Linked DNA regions of Mus musculus: all the other regions are linked to region 2. Evidence: chromatin contacts called from public Hi-C data. All regions are on one chromosome and are shown on one strand. The core of a region is the stretch at or near the end of the contact, and the rest is flanking DNA. Distances in the headings are between cores, read along the strand shown. Region 1 overlaps Tcf7l2 (transcription factor 7 like 2, T cell specific, HMG box). Region 2 overlaps Tcf7l2 (transcription factor 7 like 2, T cell specific, HMG box). Region 3 has its middle 55 kb from the start of Gm4470.

Region 1 (3,405 bases), core at 479-2,978, 130 kb before region 2:
CGTCCCTGTGTTGTCCCACCAGCTGTCCCTCTGTAAACATGCACTCAGCCATGTGCATGTGTGTATACACTCACACATGCACGCACAATCACACACACACACACACACACACACACACACACACGTACACGTAAACTAATAAGCATGCTCATGCAAGAAACAAAAAGGGAATTAAAAACTGGAATTGCTTACTGTGGTACTAACCATCCTAGCGGATGGGGGATTTGTCCTACGGTGCCGGGCGACAGCGGGTAATATGGAGAGATATCTGGAGGGTGCGGAGGCCTTGGGATTCCTGTGAGGAGAAGAAGCAGCGATTTTTTTGGTATGGAGGAAGAGGGACTGTGGAGGGAGGGGGAGCAAGGAGCGAATAAGGAAAGGGGCTGTCTCTTCTCAGCTGGAGGCCATTCCTGGCTTTTGGGGAGGAGGGGTGCGGGGGTAGGACTGTCCCAGTCTTCTTATTTTCCTACAGATCCGTTTGAACAGTGAGTTAGCTCATTCTAGATGGGCTGGAGTGATTGACTGATTGAGACCAAGGAGTCGCCATCTTGGGTATTTTTGCCTCATATGACTAAAGTGATTACTTCAAGTCAAAAAAAAAAAATCTAAAAAGACTGGCATATTTCAGGTGAGCAACTGATAATCATTAACTCCTTTTGCTTTGGAACTGGGTCAGTTACCCTTTATTTCGGATGGCTTGCCTGTGTCAGAGCTATATTTCGGATCTGTAAGGCTTAAATAATTAAATTTAATGTTTTGAGACAGGAGTCTTAACTATACAGCCCACACTGACTTTGAACTCACAGCCCTCTTGCCTTCTTAGCCTCCTAAGTGCTGTGATTACAGGCAGCCTTGTAACTCACTATGAGTCACAGAGGTGTGACCTGATTTCCTTACAAAAAACCCGACTCCTCAAGCTGGCCAATTCTCCCATGAAGAGAATCTGCAGAAACCGAGTGTCAGGTGGTGTCTGTCCCCCAGTAGTCAGAACTGAACTGATAGAAGAAGCTGGGGGCTTGGTGGGTTCAGCTCTGGACCACGATTCCCTGGAGGGCCGAGGCATATGTGGGCACTAGCCTCACTTGCTCACTGGGTATTCCATGGGCCAGAGGGGCTGCAAGCCTCCCGGAGGCCTGTAGAAGAATAAGCTGAAAGTACACACCACGGCTCACTTCCTATCTGCACAGGACACATGTCTAGTCATTCATCCTTAGGAAGAGGAGTCCGGAGAGCAATTTAGCTCGAGAGCAATGGCTCTGCCCAGCCGCTCAGTCCGAGGGGGAGGCCAAATGGACACAGTGCGTCAGAACTCACCCAAGATCGAAGGGGCAGGACGGAGATGGAAACTATCTCAATTTTCAAGAAATTCATTCAGGAAACTTTTAATCTGTAAATTAAGTCTCCCCGGGTGACATTTTGACGCAGACATTGCTTTCTCTCTATTACAGAAAGCAAAGAGATTAGCTGGGCTTGGACCCTACACTGAGCCATTTGCACACTTGAAAGAATGTTCGCAGAGGAAAATAAACACTCCTCAGACGTTAATCATATGGTTTACGATAACCATTTAAAAGCTATTCCCTGGCCTACCATTATTCAAATGAGATGCTGCCTGCTGCAAGTGAAGCCTTGTTACTTGGCGGAGCCTCAGGCAGGCTTGGCCGCCTCCTCCAGTCAGTCAAACTGCCAGGCTGCATCCAGCATCCACACAGAGTGCTCAGAGAGGCTGCCTGCCATACTAGATCCTTACGTAGAGGGCGCTATAAGCTAGACCTGCTTTTCCTGACAGGTGTAGAGACTGAATGCAGTGTGCAGCCTCTGCTTATGACACTGCTGGATGAAATGAGGAAACCTTCCTAGGCTTCAGTTTGTACATCTGTAAAATGGGCTCACAATAAACATCCGAGATATTGGAATGGGAGAAGAAAATGCACAGTGGTCTAGTGATCTGCAAGGAATACAGACTCCGGGTGATGTGGTCCCTTAAGAATACACTTAAGAATATAAGTCACTCTCAAATGTCCGGACTCCTTCAAAATCATGATGTAATCTCATTGCTACCTAGTTTGCTTAGGAAGGTACCAAGGCCAGCTTTCCCAAGCAGCCAACTCCAAAGGTGCAGATATAAATCTTATCCCTGTAAGTGGATCTCTCCAAAGGGAAGGGGGACACAGCCCAGCACATATACCAGGCGAGCCCCACTAAGAGCTCCCAGGTGTGAATCTGAACATCTCCCACCCCGAGCCCCATCGATCCCATTTCACCCATCATGCCTGGCCCAGGCTCCTGACTGAGGCCTTCGGAGTTCCCCAACTTACCTGTTTTGGGGTCTACGTCAGCTGGTAAGTGCGGAGGTGGATTTCCCGGGGTGAAGTGTTCATTGCTGTACGTGATGAGAGGCGTGAGTGGGTGGACATGGTGGGGGTGTTGCACCACCGGTACTTTGTTCGACTGTGAGGGAGGGAGAACAAAGGGAGACGTGGTGAGCTGGGTCTCCGTAGCCCAGAGCTTCAGAGCCAGGGCCAGTGTCCCCTGTAACACCCTCCCAGCTTGATGCCATAAGATGCCCTCGACTCTGCAAACTCCCCACCTCGCTAATCCATTTTAAAGTAAGAGACGGTTGGCTCTCCACACTGGCCTACTTCAGGTCCACCTCTGAGTTCCTCTGCATCACCATTAGAACCCAAGATCTCACTTTCCCATCAGCAGGTGAGTGGAAAGTTGAGGCTTTAATCCCTTAGGCCTCTTAGAGAGGGCTTCGAACACAGTATGATCAGAATCCCACTCTAGCCTTCCTAGCCACCCTCTGGTTCCACGGGCTCAGAGACACAGCAAGCAGGTGTCCACTCACTCAACCTGGGTGAAAAGCCCCACCTTTGAATGGGAGACTGAGCTTAACCAGAAAGCTCTGGCCCAGCCAGCACCTCCATATTCATCAGGCAACCGTCAGGGAGAACTCATAAATTAACCGGACAATGATGAGTTGAGCTAATAAGCAGGATACATTCAAGAAATGGGCAGTTCTGGCCGGTGAAGTACATGTGTATGTTGTATTGGGGCAGGGCAGACGGTGAGGCCGAAGCAGAAAACAAAGAAAATAAAAACATCTCAAATATTCCTAAGTGCCTTCCACAAACCCCGTCTCTCTCCCCTCCCCCCTGTGTGCTCTCCCCCCCCCCCCCCCATGCTGGGCTATAACTCAGCCCAGTAAGATCACAAAGGAAAAAAAAATTAAGCTGAAACAAGCGAACTACTGGGCCATTTACTGAGAGTAATCCAATTGCAAAAAACCCTATTCCCAATAGGGGATTTTCACTAAAATCCTACAACAGGGACATTTAACCAGATTAGGTAGCAGAGAAGATAAAGAGGCTGGTATTAGATGATGAATGGATTAGAGTCAAG
Region 2 (3,445 bases), core at 916-3,415:
GTGGGGATCAGAGTTCAAATCATGGAATCCACACAAAGTTGGGCAAGTCGGAGCCTGAATATAATCCCAGTGTTCCTACCATGGGATAGGAGAATGCCCATAGGCTCAGGAGTCAACTGGCCTCATGTACACACTACTACACTCTGCTTCTAATAAGGTAAAACGGAAGGTCCAGTGCCCAAGGTTGTCCTCTGACCTCCATAGCATGCACAAAACCTCTCACAAGCACATGCACATTCACATAAATACATACAAGCTGGGTGGTTGTGGTGCACACCTTTAATCCCAGCACTTGGGGGAAGGGGGAGGTAGGCTAGCAGCTCTCTGTGAGTTTGAGGCAGTCTCATCTACAGAGAAAGCTTCGGGAGAGCCAGAGCTAACAGTGAGACCATCTCAAAAACATAAGCCAAAAGCACAAAAGGAGAATAAAGACCCCAAAATTCCTGATATAATGCTGGTCCCATTTCAGTGCTGAAAAAACTGAGGCTAGAGTCTTTGAAAAGGAACTATTAAAAGAGCCCGGTGGAGAGTGGTCTAGGCTCTTTGGAGCATAGATGAATGGTGAGTCTTGAATTGAGATGAGACAGGGCTCAAAACTAAACACGGGATTCAGAAGAGTAGATTCTTCTTCTGTTTGGTATTTGGTTCCAATCAACTGTAGATTATCACTAACAAGCAAGGCACAGCTGACACATAACAGGCCTAAACAAATATTCCTCTTTTTTTAATTTTTAATTTATTTTCTATTGGTGCATGCACTACATGCATGGCTGGTAGCAGCAGCCAGCAGAGGGTAGCGGATTCCCTGGGTCTAAAGTTTCACAGTTGTGAGCTGCCACATGGGTGCTGGGAATCCAGTCAGCCAGTGCTCTTAACCACTGAGCTGATAAATAGTTCTTGCTAGTGGGGGGCTTCACACGTGGCACATACACACACTCACACACATATACACATATATTCACACACACATACACTCACATTCACACACACATACACTCAGAGAGAGAGAGTCACATACATATACTCACAGAGAGACACAGAGAGAGAGAGAGAGAGAGAGAGAGAGAGAGAAAGAGAGAGAATATAATTTCAGAAAGGATTCAAGTTCCTTAAAGCTGTCTGTAAGTAGCTTTATTTTATAAGAAAGATAAAAGGAAAAATTATAGTATTATTTCATTTGGGCAATAACCACTTGAGAGAGATCATTTTATTGAACCAGTTTTATAGACGAGGAAACAGAAATTGGGGTGCCAGCTCGAGCTGAGGTACGGTCCCACACTGTATAGCCAGGGCTGACAGACAGGTCTGCCTGGCTCAGGTCCAGCTCACAGTCACCTGCCTCCTTAAGCTCCACATCTCTCTGGGTATATCGTGTGCATCTAGAACAGTTCTCTGCCTTTTTTTTTTTTAACTGCACTGCAAAAACAATGATCAATCTGTAGTTCCCAGCTCACAAAGTCAAGATCAACCTCTACAGAATACGCTTCTACCTTAAGCCTTGCAAAGTACAAGAGTAATTCATCTCTCAAGATGTTTTGGAGAAAGAATTCAACGTGTGTCTTTACCCACCAATCTCTCCAAGCCCAGGAGCAAAGCCACAGACATGAAACAGGCTGGACTTGTTCACCTCCGGGTATTAAATCACATCCAACTAGAAATCTACAAACCAGGAACTTTGCGTTGCCCAAGAAAAGGAAGCAGCGGGAGGCAGAGCGACCATCTCAGCAAAGTTCTCAAAATGACACTTCCTCAAAACCTTCCAGGGGAGTATAGAGGCCAGAAGGAAGGGGGGGGGGGTACATCATCTTAAGACACAGCCTGAGCAGTTTTTTTCAACCGAGTGCTACAACAGCAGTGACTTATAAGTGTGCAGGCCGATTATAGCTTTACTTTCAAAAGAGCTTTGATTGATCTTTTTTGATAGACCTGAAATAAATTAAACTAGATTGACTCACTTGAGAATGGACTCTAATCCCTTAGTCAGATCCCGGAGAACTCAAACCAAACCAGCTGTTAATTTAGGCTTTATAAGATAAAGCATGAGAAATCCAAGTTGATGTACCCCAGAGCAAAGCTGACATCATTTCTGTGAGCGATTGGTCCTCTGCTTTCAGGAACTAATCAGTTCTTGGGTGAGTGGGTGCCAAGCCAGCGCTCTCAAATGAAAGCAGCTCAGAGAAAGAAGGGAGGAAAGGAGAGAGGAAGGCAGAGCCTACTCCCAGGAGCAATTGCAGATCTGGCCAACGCATTTCCATTTTGCTTGCTTTGAGTCATCCACCTCCTTATCCACAAACAGCTGAGGGCTCGACCAGAGCCCATATACCCACAAAACAGATGAGAAGGAGCAGCCACACTCTCACTGTTTCTAAAAATGGGTGGGGAGGCAGAATTACCCAGAAAACTATCCCCCACTGCTGCCTTAGTCCTTCATCTTTGAAGATCACACTGTCGCCTTTATCTGGGCTTCAGGGTGCCTTTGATTTGAATATAGGAATTTCAAGGCTTTCAAGTGGCAATGCAGAAGCTGCCATGGCACTAATAGAGTTAACAAGACAGACAGACAGATGGCACACACACTCACACACACACACACACACACACACACACACACACACACACACACACACACAAGCATGCACACGCAAATGCACACGCACACACACCTTGCATGCTGAACTCCAGACAGATCACTAACAGACAACCTTCCCAACTTATGCCAGCGTTTTTTCTGAAGTGATTAATGCCCTCAACATAGGCCTACATCAGGAGGCATTCGCTCCCGAGGGTCACCCCCACCTCCAAACCCCCACTCCTAGCCTCAGCCCACAGAGCTCCAACACTGCACACAGCAAAGCCGACAGTGTCTTGCTTCTAAACAGTGCTTCATAGAACACTCTGTTTACTGACTATAAGGGGATCAAGAATTGAAATCCAATTTAAGGAATTATGGTGCCTTCAGACTGTTTTCCCTCAACGATGAAACAAGACAGGCATGTTGTTCCTGGAATTTAGCCAGAAGAAACTGATCCTCGTAGTAATACAAGAGAAAGAAGAAAGAGATCGATGTATGTGTTTACACATACATACTGGCTCCAACGGGAGTTAAATTCGTAGTAATAAGTGAATTTGCTTCATTCAATAGAATGAGTCTGAAGTTTAATTCAAAGCCCTGTTTTGAAATCTGTTTATTTGGGCAGAATTCACCCCTGATGGCTCTGAGAAGCAGAAGAAAGGTACCCATAAAAGATGGAGTGAGAAGACATAGGAAAGTCCACTATATAGTCTATCTACTTTGCGAAAGGAAGAATGAGCCAAGGAACCCAAGCTGCTCTGTGACCCGGAGTACAGTGCTGCTCCCTGCAGACAACAGTAACCACTGTTGCTTGGTGCTGGCCCCTACATCCAGGATGCTTGAATGCTGTCTCATTTAACCCTAAATGAAACT
Region 3 (3,729 bases), core at 943-3,442, 250 kb before region 2:
GTCCAAATCAGCTTACACAAAAAGACTTCCGCAGACCACTTAAGAAAGGAGAGCACAGCTGTCCTCCATCATGACTGAAGCTAGGGACCCAAGCGGTGGCACCTGGCTCTTAATCCACGTCTCTGCAGTTGCTGTTCTTTGATAATGACCTGGTTCTTTCCCACACTAGACAGACATTTTTAGTGTAACTCCCCTTTTTATTCACAAGTTATAAATCCTGCATGAATAGCCATTAGCCTAAAATATTTCTTTCAATGTACCTGTTTATAATTTAATAGTTGTAAGGACTATTTTTAGTATTTGCATGAGTTCTCTCTTCTCTTCACAACAACAATGTGTTCTTTGAGAACCTCATACATTCATATGAGGTGTTTTGATCAAATCCAACTCTTGTTCTTTTCCTGTAGTTCCTCCTTTTTCTCTCCTACCAATTTCTCCTCTGAACTTCATGTATTCTTTTTTTTTTATTTGTAACACACTGAGTCCACTAAGTGCTCCCTGTATCGGGGGTTAGGACCATCCACTGAAGACACAGGTAGTCTCTCTCTCTCTCTCTCTCTCTCTCTCTCTCTCTCTCTCTCTCTCTCTCTACCCTCCCTCCCTCCCTTCCTCCTTCCCTTCTACCCTCCCCTTCCCTCTTTCTCCCTTAGCAGACAATTGCAAATAGCTTCTCAACCGGGGGTAGGACTTCATGAGCCCTTCCTGCCCTATAGGTGGCTAGTGCTATGTTAAACGCCATGACCAAAAGAAACTTGGGAAGAAAGAGTGTATGTTTCCATGCAACTCTTGGGTCACAGTCCACCACTGAGGGAAGTCAGAGCAGGAACTCAAGGCAGGAACCTGGAGGAAGAAAATGAAGCAGAGACCATGGAGCAACGCTGCTTACTGGCTCACACTCACCATGGCTTTTCCAGTCGGCTCCCTTATATGACCAAAGACTTTCTTCCCAGGGGATGGCACCACCCACAGTGGGCTGGGACCTACCACATCAATTGTCAATCAAGAAAATATCATACAGGCCAATCTGATGCAGGCATTTTCCCAGATGACTCTAGTTTCTGTCAAGTTATCACAAACCTAAGCAGGACCTTCCTGGCCAATGCTGCCATTCTGGCTAGCTTGATCTGGCTCAGTCCTGACAGCTATGAGCTCCAATATGCAACAGTGCTGCTGGGTCTGGCAGGTTTTGTTTCACTGTTGACTTAAACTGCTCTAGTCACTGTGGAAATCAGTGTAGAGGTTCCTCAAAAGCTAGAAACTTCTTAGATATGCAGGGAGCTTAAATGGTGTTATCGTGTAATAGGGGGCAATGCTGAAATAAAAGGCCAAGCGTTGGGCGTGGGTCAGCTACTTTCCTGATGTCAGTCAGTGGAGTCCTTTAGATTCCCCTGCAAACACAACACGCTGTTGCCATTGCTCTTGGATACCCTTCCCTTGGTGGGAAGAGCCTATTGCTGAAGACCCCACATACTTGAATAATAGGACATAGAGAAATTAAACTGGTACCAACTGGAAGGTTCAACCCTACAGACCTTCTTTACTGAGTATGAAACCCAGCTGGAGTAAAATCTAACATCTCAGCCTCAACGCTTAGCTCTTCTACCGGGAGGACTGTCTATCCTTTGCCCAGCATGGATCTACCATGACTTCGTTGACCGTATTTGGGTCATTTACAAATCCATTCACTAATGGAGAGACAAGGCAGAGGCAGCCCTTGGGAATGATCTAGACTGGAGAGCCCAATAGACAACACTCAGCAGACAGTAGTGGTAATCACAGCCACACTTTGCCTCGGTCCAAGGACAGCATTGGGCAGCAAAATGCTCCCTTCACTCTCCACAGCTTCTGCGGTTATTGCTGCCACTGGTGACCAACTGTAGTCCTCATTCCGCACTGCCAACTCAGATCTGAAAGCTGTGGAAGTCTCCAGCCCAGGCAGCCTTGCTCTCCTTTTCTGGAGCCCACACCACATTATCTAAACGTTTTCATCATCTTCTGCTGCTGCTTCCAGCTCCCTCCTCTCAAGCCTGCCTCATCTGTCATCAGTGCTGGTTTCTTCCTCATCCTAAGGTATAAGAACATGAGGTGCCCAGATGTATGGTGTTTACATCACACAGAACATGAGGCCCTGCTGCTGGCTCCCTGCTCATCCCTGGCTCCTTCCTTGAAGCAGTCCAGGCCTGTGATGATTGCTACAAGCCAAATGGTCACGGACAAGCCGAGTCATTATGCTGCCTCCTCCCCTTGACTCACCGCAGGCCTGACTGCCTCGCATATCTGGTTTCCTCATCAGAAAGAAGCCTGAGCTTTCTGCGCCTTTTGATTGACTGTTAAATGAAAGCCAGGCCCTTGTGTTTGGTGTGGGGTTTTTTGTTTGTTTGGTTTTCCATAGGATGTCATGCTTAATTCATCTCTGGCTGGTCTCCATGGACCAGCCATGACACTTGGCACCTTCTTCTCTTTGTCTCTGGGTTCTCTTCCTGTGTCCCAGCCCCATCTTAGGGAGAAGCATTCTGCCCTCTGAGGCTCACCAAATACCTCCTGTCTATACATGAACTTGAGCCAACATTGCAAACTATCCAGAGGCCAGAGATTTGAGAAATAATGACAATGCCTGTTCAAAATGGTTCGACGCTCCTGAGCAAGACAGCAAAATTGCAGATATGAACCAAAGAAAGGGGAACACAGGACTTTCATTTGCAAGTGGCCCCTTCCCCAGCCGCAGAATGCACTGCTAGCGTAGCGGTTACTGTAGCTCACTAACTTGGCAACCATCACATGCGGTCATTCCCAAAGCCCTTTCACATCCACCGCTCATTTTATCTTCAGCAGCCATATGAATGGGGATGGCTGAGAGGCTGCTCTTACTTAATCTGTTGTGCACGTGGCATGTCCACTTTGAGGGGGTGGCCTCCATGGAGAACCTTTGGGAATGAAATCCCATGTGTGCTTCCCAAGTCTTCCAGACTCAGACACAGGAAGAGCAGGCAGGAGGTCCAGGCAACAATACCCACCTCATGCTTCTGCTGGGTGCACCTTCTCAAGACGCAGACAAGATCCACTGGGACCTGGCACATCCTTTGACATCTGACCCATCTGAGTTACAGGATAGCCCCGCTGTGCAGCTGAATACACCAAATCAAGATGAGGAAGTGTAGATCGATGGCCAGTGGGTCAAAATAGCAACGCATTCCTGCATAGACATATTTATCTGCCTTGCCTCTTGCATGAAGGAGGATTTTCTCCTCTGCACACTTCTGCCAATGACTTCCAGGAAGAATTAAAATGGTGTGACCCTTGACCTGTTCCTCTGTTGCTCCAGAAGAGTAGAAACAGACCATTGTCATATACTATGTCATATACCATTGTCATATACTATGTCATATACCATTGTCATATACTATGGTTATGGGCTGGAGCTGAGAGACTCACAGAATCTCTCTTAAACTCTGAAGTTTGGGTTTTTAGCTTCCTTCAAGTCTGTAGGGAAATACCTGAGGTTCTCTCTAGAAAAGGGACCTTAAGAGCAATGAAGGCAGCATGAGCCACATTTGGATATGAACAACAAAGTGGGATAAATGGGATTTGTATGAGTTGCCCATCTGTGCAATGGGTGGATATCAGAAACACCTATTCTCAGCCATGGTCAAGGTTCTTGAAAAGACTAAATAAAAGCACATGTGTGAAGAAACCCAACAGGATGCCAGTCAGAGAGGGCCCCAGTCAATC

Evidence for each region. Hi-C and Micro-C count contacts between places; a contact is called where the count stands out from the background.
Region 1: a contact with region 2 is called in a Hi-C map of the N1E-115 cell line, with 2.8 times the contacts expected there. The contact joins two enhancer-like sites. A contact is called at or near these places in 1 of 39 promoter capture datasets (the SN4741 cell line), 1 of 15 datasets of contacts at CTCF or cohesin (the NIH/3T3 cell line), 3 of 484 Hi-C or Micro-C datasets (the N1E-115 cell line, myocytes and ventricular fibroblasts), 2 of 115 datasets of contacts at active chromatin or transcription factors (embryonic fibroblasts and forebrain) and 3 of 9 other capture datasets (adipose tissue, liver and pancreatic islet).
Region 3: a contact with region 2 is called in a Hi-C map of the N1E-115 cell line, with 2.1 times the contacts expected there. The contact joins two enhancer-like sites. A contact is called at or near these places in 1 of 15 datasets of contacts at CTCF or cohesin (the NIH/3T3 cell line) and 1 of 484 Hi-C or Micro-C datasets (the N1E-115 cell line).

What each region holds. Positions count from the first base shown.
Region 1 is chr19:55,907,469-55,910,873 of GRCm38.p6, reverse strand. Tcf7l2 (transcription factor 7 like 2, T cell specific, HMG box) reads right to left here. Exons shown (of 15, transcript NM_001331146.1): 6 at 2,319-2,451; 7 at 193-295. Among named protein-coding and RNA genes, the nearest start is that of Gm52391, 29 kb to the left of the region's middle. Within about 2 kb of position 1,728, at least 9 of the 459 cell types and tissues checked have an H3K27ac peak or open chromatin away from gene starts, as enhancers often do. A contact at or near this core is called in the N1E-115 cell line, where this site is marked.
Region 2 is chr19:55,773,286-55,776,730 of GRCm38.p6, reverse strand. The region is part of intron 4 of Tcf7l2 (transcription factor 7 like 2, T cell specific, HMG box); the gene reads right to left. Among named protein-coding and RNA genes, the nearest start is that of Gm31734, 32 kb to the right of the region's middle. Within about 2 kb of position 2,165, at least 49 of the 459 cell types and tissues checked have an H3K27ac peak or open chromatin away from gene starts, as enhancers often do. A contact at or near this core is called in the N1E-115 cell line, where this site is marked.
Region 3 is chr19:56,020,989-56,024,717 of GRCm38.p6, reverse strand. No RefSeq gene overlaps it. Among named protein-coding and RNA genes, the nearest start is that of Gm4470, 55 kb to the left of the region's middle. Within about 2 kb of position 2,192, at least 61 of the 459 cell types and tissues checked have an H3K27ac peak or open chromatin away from gene starts, as enhancers often do. A contact at or near this core is called in the N1E-115 cell line, where this site is marked.